Linked DNA regions of Oryctolagus cuniculus: region 1 is linked to region 2. The links are chromatin contacts, called in public Hi-C maps. All regions are on one chromosome and are shown on one strand. The core of a region is the stretch at or near the end of the contact, and the rest is flanking DNA. Distances in the headings are between cores, read along the strand shown. Region 1 overlaps LOC138845369 (a long non-coding RNA gene). Region 2 overlaps REEP3 (receptor accessory protein 3).

Region 1 (3,829 bases), core at 383-2,882, 90 kb after region 2:
CTCCTGCCATCTCCCTCCCTCCCTCCCTCCCTCCTTCCTTTCTTCTCTTCACTCCAGTACAAAGCTCTGCATGACGGGGCTTTCAGAATCCATTTTTCAGTTATCTGATTTCATTAAGAAAATAATTTTTTTTTTTGTTTTGACAAGCAAGAGAGACAGGGACAGAGTTCCCATTAGCTAGTTCACTTCTTAAATGCCTGGCAATGGTCCCAGGTCAGGGGAGTGGCCCAAAGCTAGGCACCAATAATTTAATCCAGGTTTCCTTGTAGCTGGCAGGAGCCCCAATACTTGAGCCATCATGGCTGTCTCCCAGGGTCTGCATTAGCAGGAAGCTGGAGTCAGAAGTCAAACCCAGGTCCTCTGACACCCACGGGTGTCTTAATCTCACCAGTAGACTAAACACTGACCCCTAGTGATGTTACTTTAAAGTATTTTCCTACAGAGCAAAGCAGGGGCTTAATAGAGTTGAATTTATACCTCAGGATGACATAGCTGAGTGGAGGAGTCCAAGTATGGTCAGGTAATTGGAAGGCTGAGTTGCATCACCAAAAGTAACCTGAAATTCTAGTGATAGGTGTGGCAAGGGCCAAGAGGAGGGCGGCTGTAGTGCCTGTGGTAGGGGACCAGGAGCAGAAGGGTTAGCACTGCCTCTGTGCATCTGTGAACCTCCAGCTTGTGCAACACTTTGAGTCCAGGCAGCTCCGCCTCTGGCCTGCTTCCTCTTTCATCATGACCCAGCTTGGTCATCTCAAAATTGTTAGGTTGGAGGAGATAACTCCCAACCCTTCCCTGCATCTCAAATTATATGGTAAGGCTTACTACATATTTTACTGGAAACAAAATCAATTTGGGAGGGAGGAGTGACTCTGTCTGGACAGTGTAGGTGACTGCCATCTTGTGTCTTAACAAGATTCACTGTGAATACAGAAGTGCACGTGTTCTAGATCGCCCGGTGTATAAAGCACTGTGAATAGGGCGAGCCACATGGCCTCGAGCCAGAGGCGTGGAGCTGCACTTCAAAATGCCCAGCTTCTTCAGCTCTCACGCCCTCTGGCTGGGTGACATTGAGGAAATCAAAATCTTTCTGACCCTTTATTTCTGCTGTGAAACGAAGACACAAACGATCATTTCTAGGATCTACTTCCTATTCGAAGATTATTTTGTATCTATAAAATAAGATTTAAAAATATTGACAATTATTTTCTATTTCTGAAGTCTTGGAAATGTAAATGAATACTTGTCCCTATATAACAGAAAAGAAAATTGAGACACAGCAAAATTCATATCCACCTAACATTAAAATCCTGAATGCTAGGGGTGGGCATTCAGACCAATTAAGGTGTCAGTTAGAATACCTGTGTCCCCTACAGGAGGGCCTAGGTGTGCAATACCCACCGCTTGCTCCTGATTCCAGCTTCCTAGGAGTGCAGACCTTGGGAGACAGCAGTGACAGCTCAAGTAGTTGTACTGCTGCCACCCATGGGATCCCTGGATTGAGTTCCCTGGCTGCCAACTTTGGCCCACAGCCAGAGGCTGTTACAGGCATTTGGGGCATCCGCCAGTATATGGGAGCTCTCTTTCTGTCTGTCTCACAAAAACAAACAACAAGCAACAAAATAAACCCCTGGCTCTCTCAGTGAGATCCTAGTCCCTGTGTGATACTTGGCCAGTGAGTCACTAAGCTACCTCACACAGGCTGTGCTGGCTCTTCCACTCCAGGAAATGACGTAAGAAACTCAGTGGATGAATAGTTTGGTTCTCACTTCACTCAGCTGGGAGATGATATTTAGAATGATGGCTCAAAGACTCTTCTGACCAAGCAAAGTATTAGTCAGCTTGGAAAAAACTGAATGGCTTGGGAGGGAGAGGTAACAGTGTATTCTGTGTATCCCAGGAGGACCATTGCCATAAATCAGTGAGGAAAGGATTTGTTTTGGACCCACACACAGAGAAGGGAAGCAGCAGGCCAAAGCAGGCTGGGCTAGGAGTTAGAAGACTTTACTTCTAGTCTAACTCTGCCAAATACTTAGCACAGGGCAAGGTACCTATCCTTTCTGGCCTTACCTTTTCTATCCATAAAGTGGGAGGGTAGCACTAGAAGATACCAAACTTCTCAAAGCTCTGACATCTATTAGGTTCCTTCCAAAAGTGCACACCCTCTTCTGTGCCACAGAGGTGAGATAGAGGCTTTTCCTTAGTTTCCAAGACCAATCCTGAGTGGCCACAGTGATTTCTCACCCCCAGCTCTGTGTGCTCCTTACCTTATGAACACCTGCCTCTGAGCAGCCGAACGGCAGCCTGATTTGTGTGGTCGTGGGGGTTACGTTCCCCTGCCCCTCGCTCCTGCTGTGGGCTCTCAGCAAGCAGGAATCAGGTCACCCATTTCAGGGTCTCCTAAAGCATGCAGTGAATACTGCCTTCCCTTCCTTTATGAGAATTGTACATCCACAAAATTGCAAATCTCTCACTGCTCAATATTCTAAGTCTTACTATTTCTCAAATCTCAAAATACTATTAAATTGTTAACAATGTAATTATTTTCCGTGTAGCTTGCACAGGAAGTGCAAGTGTAGCACTACCTTGTGTAAGTGTAGAGTTATTAATTCACATTTTTGTTTTCATTGAGAGACTACATAATTTATATATGTATATGATCATTTGTGCATATGATTACATAAAATGTATCTTTTTTCCTGTACCAGTTTGTATTTTGCTGGCTTAAATATTACAACTGAGTAATATTTATATTTGGTTTCCATTTTAGTGCTGGAGCCCTGGCCACAACTTCCTCTTGGCCTTTCCTCTACTTGCTCATCGTGAGGCCCGTATGCAGAATTTTGAAACTGAAAGACCCCTTCAAGGTCATCTCTGCTCCAACCCTTACTTTAGAGTTGAGAAGACTGAGGCCCGAGACGTTAGGGGTCACCGCTGGTCATAGCCAAGGGCAAGCTAGCACCGATGTGGGGCTTGGCTCCCAGCCTAATGATTGTTTCTCTGCTACAGCACTGTCACATTTATAGACATTTAATATAAAACATATTTCATATAAGTATGAATATATAAATATTTATGTTTTGCTTATATTTTGTTACAGAAAGGTAGAGGAATTCAGGTATAAATTTCCCTCTTGAATGTCTTGGAGATGTGCATCTTTATGGATATTATTCATTGGTTGGAGCAAACATGCTGGAAGTAGAAGATATGTATCCTGTTTCTTTAGAAGCCGATTTCACGCTGAGCCAAGGGGATAGAGTACAAGTGCTGGTTAATAATTTATAGTATGCATTCATCTCCATTCCTCTTTGACTAAAATATTAATTCCCCATTGATCATCATTATTTGCTTTTTGCCCAGGCAATAAACAATGTGCAGAGGGTTTGATGAAAGGGTTATTTCCTAGACTCATCATGGCCCCCTGTGCTCTGCCAGTAATTTACTGACTTTATTTACTTGTGGTAATGAGCACGCCATGTAGAGTGTGCCAGCTGCTGGGATTGTCCTGGGTGTCTTTTTTCTAGGGCAGGACAATGTAGAAAGCACAGCTGTTTTTCTAATTTAGTATTTGCAGCAACTGCCTGCATTTTTATTCTATTTTTCATGGAACAATGCAGGTGAATATAGAATATTTAAAAAAATCTCAACACTTCTCAAGACATTTTAAAATAAACTGACTTTATTAATAAAATGAGTTATTTTAAAATATCATCTTTTAAAGACTTATTTATTTATTTGAAAGATAGAGTGAGAGAGAGAGGAGGCACAGAGACAGAGAACACTTCCATCTGCTGGTTTACTCCCCAAATGCCTGTAACAGTCAGGGCTGGGCCAG
Region 2 (3,751 bases), core at 956-3,455:
TTAATAGTTAAATAATGTTACACAATTTTGATCTCTTTGTAAAGGTTATATTTAAGCTCAATTTGAGAGTAATTTTACAAACATGTTTTTTGAAAACTGTAATATAAAATAAACAGGTTTTATTAGTGGCAATTTGTATTTTTTTTTCTATCAGAGTACATATGGTAGATTCCCTGAATTGGTATTATTTATTACTAAGTATGTCTTGATTAAATAATGGACTATATATATATATGCACTCTTAAGATTACAAGCAACAGAGCAGAATATTAAAATCATACACATTCTGAAATACTCATCCATAGGATGCTACACAAGAAACACTAAATAAGGTTACATGTGAATATTAGAAGGGAAGAGAGGAAAGACAACACTGAAACCCTAGCCATCAGTTGGGATTGGGTAGCTGTCTCAGGCATAAAATGTAACACAAAATGCAGATTTATGTATCCTGGAAATGTTCTGGGATTCCATCTGTTTTAAAGTCAGACGTCTGTCTGCCTCACATTTAAGCTTTAGAGAGAAATCCTATGTTTTAGGAAAGTTTCTTTGTGTTACTTCATTATGAAATATAATGTGTGTGAATGTGTTTCCAAATAGCATTTTAAATGCAGCTATATTTTTACCATCAGGTATACCCTTGTGATGATCCAAAGAGGTCAGAAATTTAAATAAAGAATGCAATGACTCCATGAACAGCAGCATTTTTTCTTTCACCATTTCATTCTCTGTTTAAGTGGTTTGCTGTTCTTGAAAAAAAAAAAAAGATTCATGGAACAAAAATCATGTCAGAGGCTGATTCATTGTTCCCTGGAAAACATTCTGCCCATCAATATTCTGGCCTTGAAACACTCTCCTTCCTTATGGTCTAGGGATAGAAATGTTTTTAAATTGCTTTTTATAAGATGATGCTTTGAATTGAACATTTAAAGCAGAGGACTGATAATTGTCTTAAGTGTAGATTGCAAAAGGACTGTGTTCAACAAAAGCAGGAAAGTCACCATGTTTACACTCATTTATGACGATCCAAATTAAGAAAAGGGGGAAAGGATGGTATTTCAGTGTGGACATCAAAGTAGCTTCGTCTGTTTGTCATTCAGAACTCTCCATTGTTTGCCTGCGTGGTACACTAGTACTGTTATGTTTCTGCACAGTGCCTATATCTGAGCAGGACAGCATAACAATTAATGAGAGGAAAATAATTCTTTCTTTTAGAACAATGAATTCACTATTCCCAAATCAGTGTTTGGATTATTTGAATATTATTTATCCTGGGATTTTTTTTTCTGTGTTATTGAATAATTCATTTGATTGTCTGAGAGCAGATTTTCTTTTTAATCCTTGATTCCCTTCTTTGCCTCTTAATATCCAAAACATTAGTAAATCCTTTTGGCTCTCCGCAAAATATATCCTGAATTTGACCATTTCACGCACATTCCCTATAATGTCTTCAGTTCAAACCATCACCACCTGGAGTAATCAGAGCAATCAGTTTTACTGAAAGCAGAATTTCTTGAAGCCTTATTACATTCTTAGTAGCTTTGCAGATTTTTCAAGGTGACTTTTAAGTTAAATTTTTTTCTATTTACATATTTTCATGTCATTTGAAAGAGAGACAGCTGCAACTGACACTACACCCAACAACCACTCCCATGGCGACTTTTAACCTTGAGTCCCTTGGGACTGTCAGTTTCTTATGTCTGCAACTGGTACCTTTAGGGCATACTTACAAAATGAGAGAAGCTTGTAGGGAGAGAAGGGAGGAGCAGATATTTGTGCATATAAGCTTTGGAAAAGAAGTTTTCCTCTTTGAATCACGGCTTGCTACTGAGGCTTAGCAAGGATGAGTGAGGAGAGGAGTTGATGAAGCCAGGTTAGAGTATCTGGCAGAGCTGGGTTTTGATTTGATGTTATCTCAAAGTATTGGGAAACTTTGGGATATACATGGGATTTTTCCCTCAACAGTGCTAAACCCATTTAAATTATTCTAAATGAGAGGGCTACAAAAGATTGTGGTAGTGCCAGCAGTCACATTAGGTGTCTGGATTAGGGGAAGGGGGCCAGGCATTTGGCCACTTCACTGGTTAGGTCACCAGTAAGAATGTCTGCATCCCATATCCAGTGCCTGAGCTGGAGTCACATTTGTGCTTCTGATTCCAGCTTTCCACTGATGCACACCCTGGGAGGCTGCCAGGATGGTTCAAGTAGTTAGTTGCCTTGCCACTGCCAAGGCACCCTGATCGAGTTACTGGCTCCCAGCTTCAGTTTGGCCTAGCCCAGCTGTTGTGGGCATGTGGACACTGAACCACTAGATGGGAGCACTCGTGTGTGTGTGTGTGTCTCTCAAATAAAAAAGATTTGTTTTGAGGAATTGGTTTATGTGATTGTGGAGGCTGACAAATCCAGATTAAAAATGTAGAGGGAGGCTGCGTACTCTGGAAGAGTTGGCGTTGGGTCCACAGGCATTCTGCAGACAGTAATTCCCTCTGCACTTGATTGGATGCTGTCTGCTCACATAATGCAGGGTAATCTGTTGCACTCAAAGTTTACTTATTTCAATGTTAATCACGATATCTTTAAAAATACCTTCACAGCAACAACTAAAGTAGTGTTTGACCAAGAATGTCTGGGTACCATAGCCTAGCCAAGTAGACACGTAGAAGTAACTATCACACTCTCCTTAAAATTGAATTCCAAAAGAAATTCCATTACAAAAATATAAGTCTTTTGACTAATTTGGTATGTAGAAACTGCTAATGTTAGATTTTATTATCTTACAAAGAAATGTTTACAGTACATGGTTTCTTTGGATGACAGAGGTTTATACCATCTAAGGTTTGCGAGGCCCCTTTTATTGGGTTGTGATAACTGGCACAAAAGTTTATTTTCACACTTCGGGAGCAGGTATCGTCCCTGTTTTATTAACAGAGAAATAGACTCAACAGCAAACAACTGTGACCCAGCAACAAGCGTTACCTTAGACTCTTGTTAATTCTGTTATACTTGGTTATCATGGAGATCATAGCATACTTAAAAAGCTAACAAAGAAATTATTTTCTTTTTGAGATTATTTACTTGAAAGTCAGGATTTCACAGAGAGATACAGGTCTTCCATCCACTGGTTTACTCCCCCACTTACTGCAATGGCCAGAAGTGAGCCAGGCTGCAGCCAGGAGCCAGGAGCTTCATCTGGGTCTGCTGTGGAGGTGGTAGGGGCCCAAACACATGGGTCACCTTCTGCTGCTTTCCCAGGCACATCAGAAGTAGATCAGAAGTGGAGCAGCCAGGAGGACATGAACTGGTGCCTGCTACCACCACAGTGCCAGCCCCAGAAATTATTCTTAGTGTATAAGCATGAGGGGCCCATTGTAAAAACTATGGATGGGATGCTGGCACTGTGGCACAGCAGGTTAAAGCCCTGGCCTGAAGCGCTGGCATCCCATATGGGCGCCAGTTCAAGTCCCAGCTTCTCCTCTTCTGATCCAGCTCTCTGCTATGGCCTGGAAAAGCAGTTGAAGACGGCCCAAGTCCTGGGGCCCCTGCACCCATGTGGGAAAGCCGGAAGCTCCTGGCTTCTGCCTTTGGATCAGCGCAGCTCCAGCCATTGCAGCCAACTGGGGAGTGAGCCAGCGGATGGAAGATATCTCTCTCTGACTCTACCTCTCTGTAACTCTTTTTTTTTTTTTATTAAATAAATCTTAGAAAAAAAAAAAAAAAACCTATGGATTGACGTCAAAAAATTTTGGCACTA

Evidence for each region. A called contact is a pair of places that touch in the nucleus more often than the background predicts.
Region 1: a contact with region 2 is called in a Hi-C map of embryonic fibroblasts, with 1.6 times the contacts expected there. The contact joins two enhancer-like sites. A contact is called at or near these places in 2 of 6 Hi-C or Micro-C datasets (ear pinna and embryonic fibroblasts).

What each region holds. Positions count from the first base shown.
Region 1 is chr15:56,012,274-56,016,102 of mOryCun1.1, forward strand. LOC138845369 (a long non-coding RNA gene) reads left to right here. Exons shown (of 6, transcript XR_011382416.1): 4 at 2,765-3,829. Among named protein-coding and RNA genes, the nearest start is that of JMJD1C, 170 kb to the left of the region's middle. Within about 2 kb of position 1,633, at least 3 of the 8 cell types and tissues checked have an H3K27ac peak or open chromatin away from gene starts, as enhancers often do.
Region 2 is chr15:55,921,411-55,925,161 of mOryCun1.1, forward strand. It overlaps REEP3 (receptor accessory protein 3), which reads left to right. Exons shown (of 8, transcript XM_008270080.4): 8 at 1-132. Among named protein-coding and RNA genes, the nearest start is that of JMJD1C, 78 kb to the left of the region's middle. Within about 2 kb of position 2,206, at least 1 of the 8 cell types and tissues checked has an H3K27ac peak or open chromatin away from gene starts, as enhancers often do.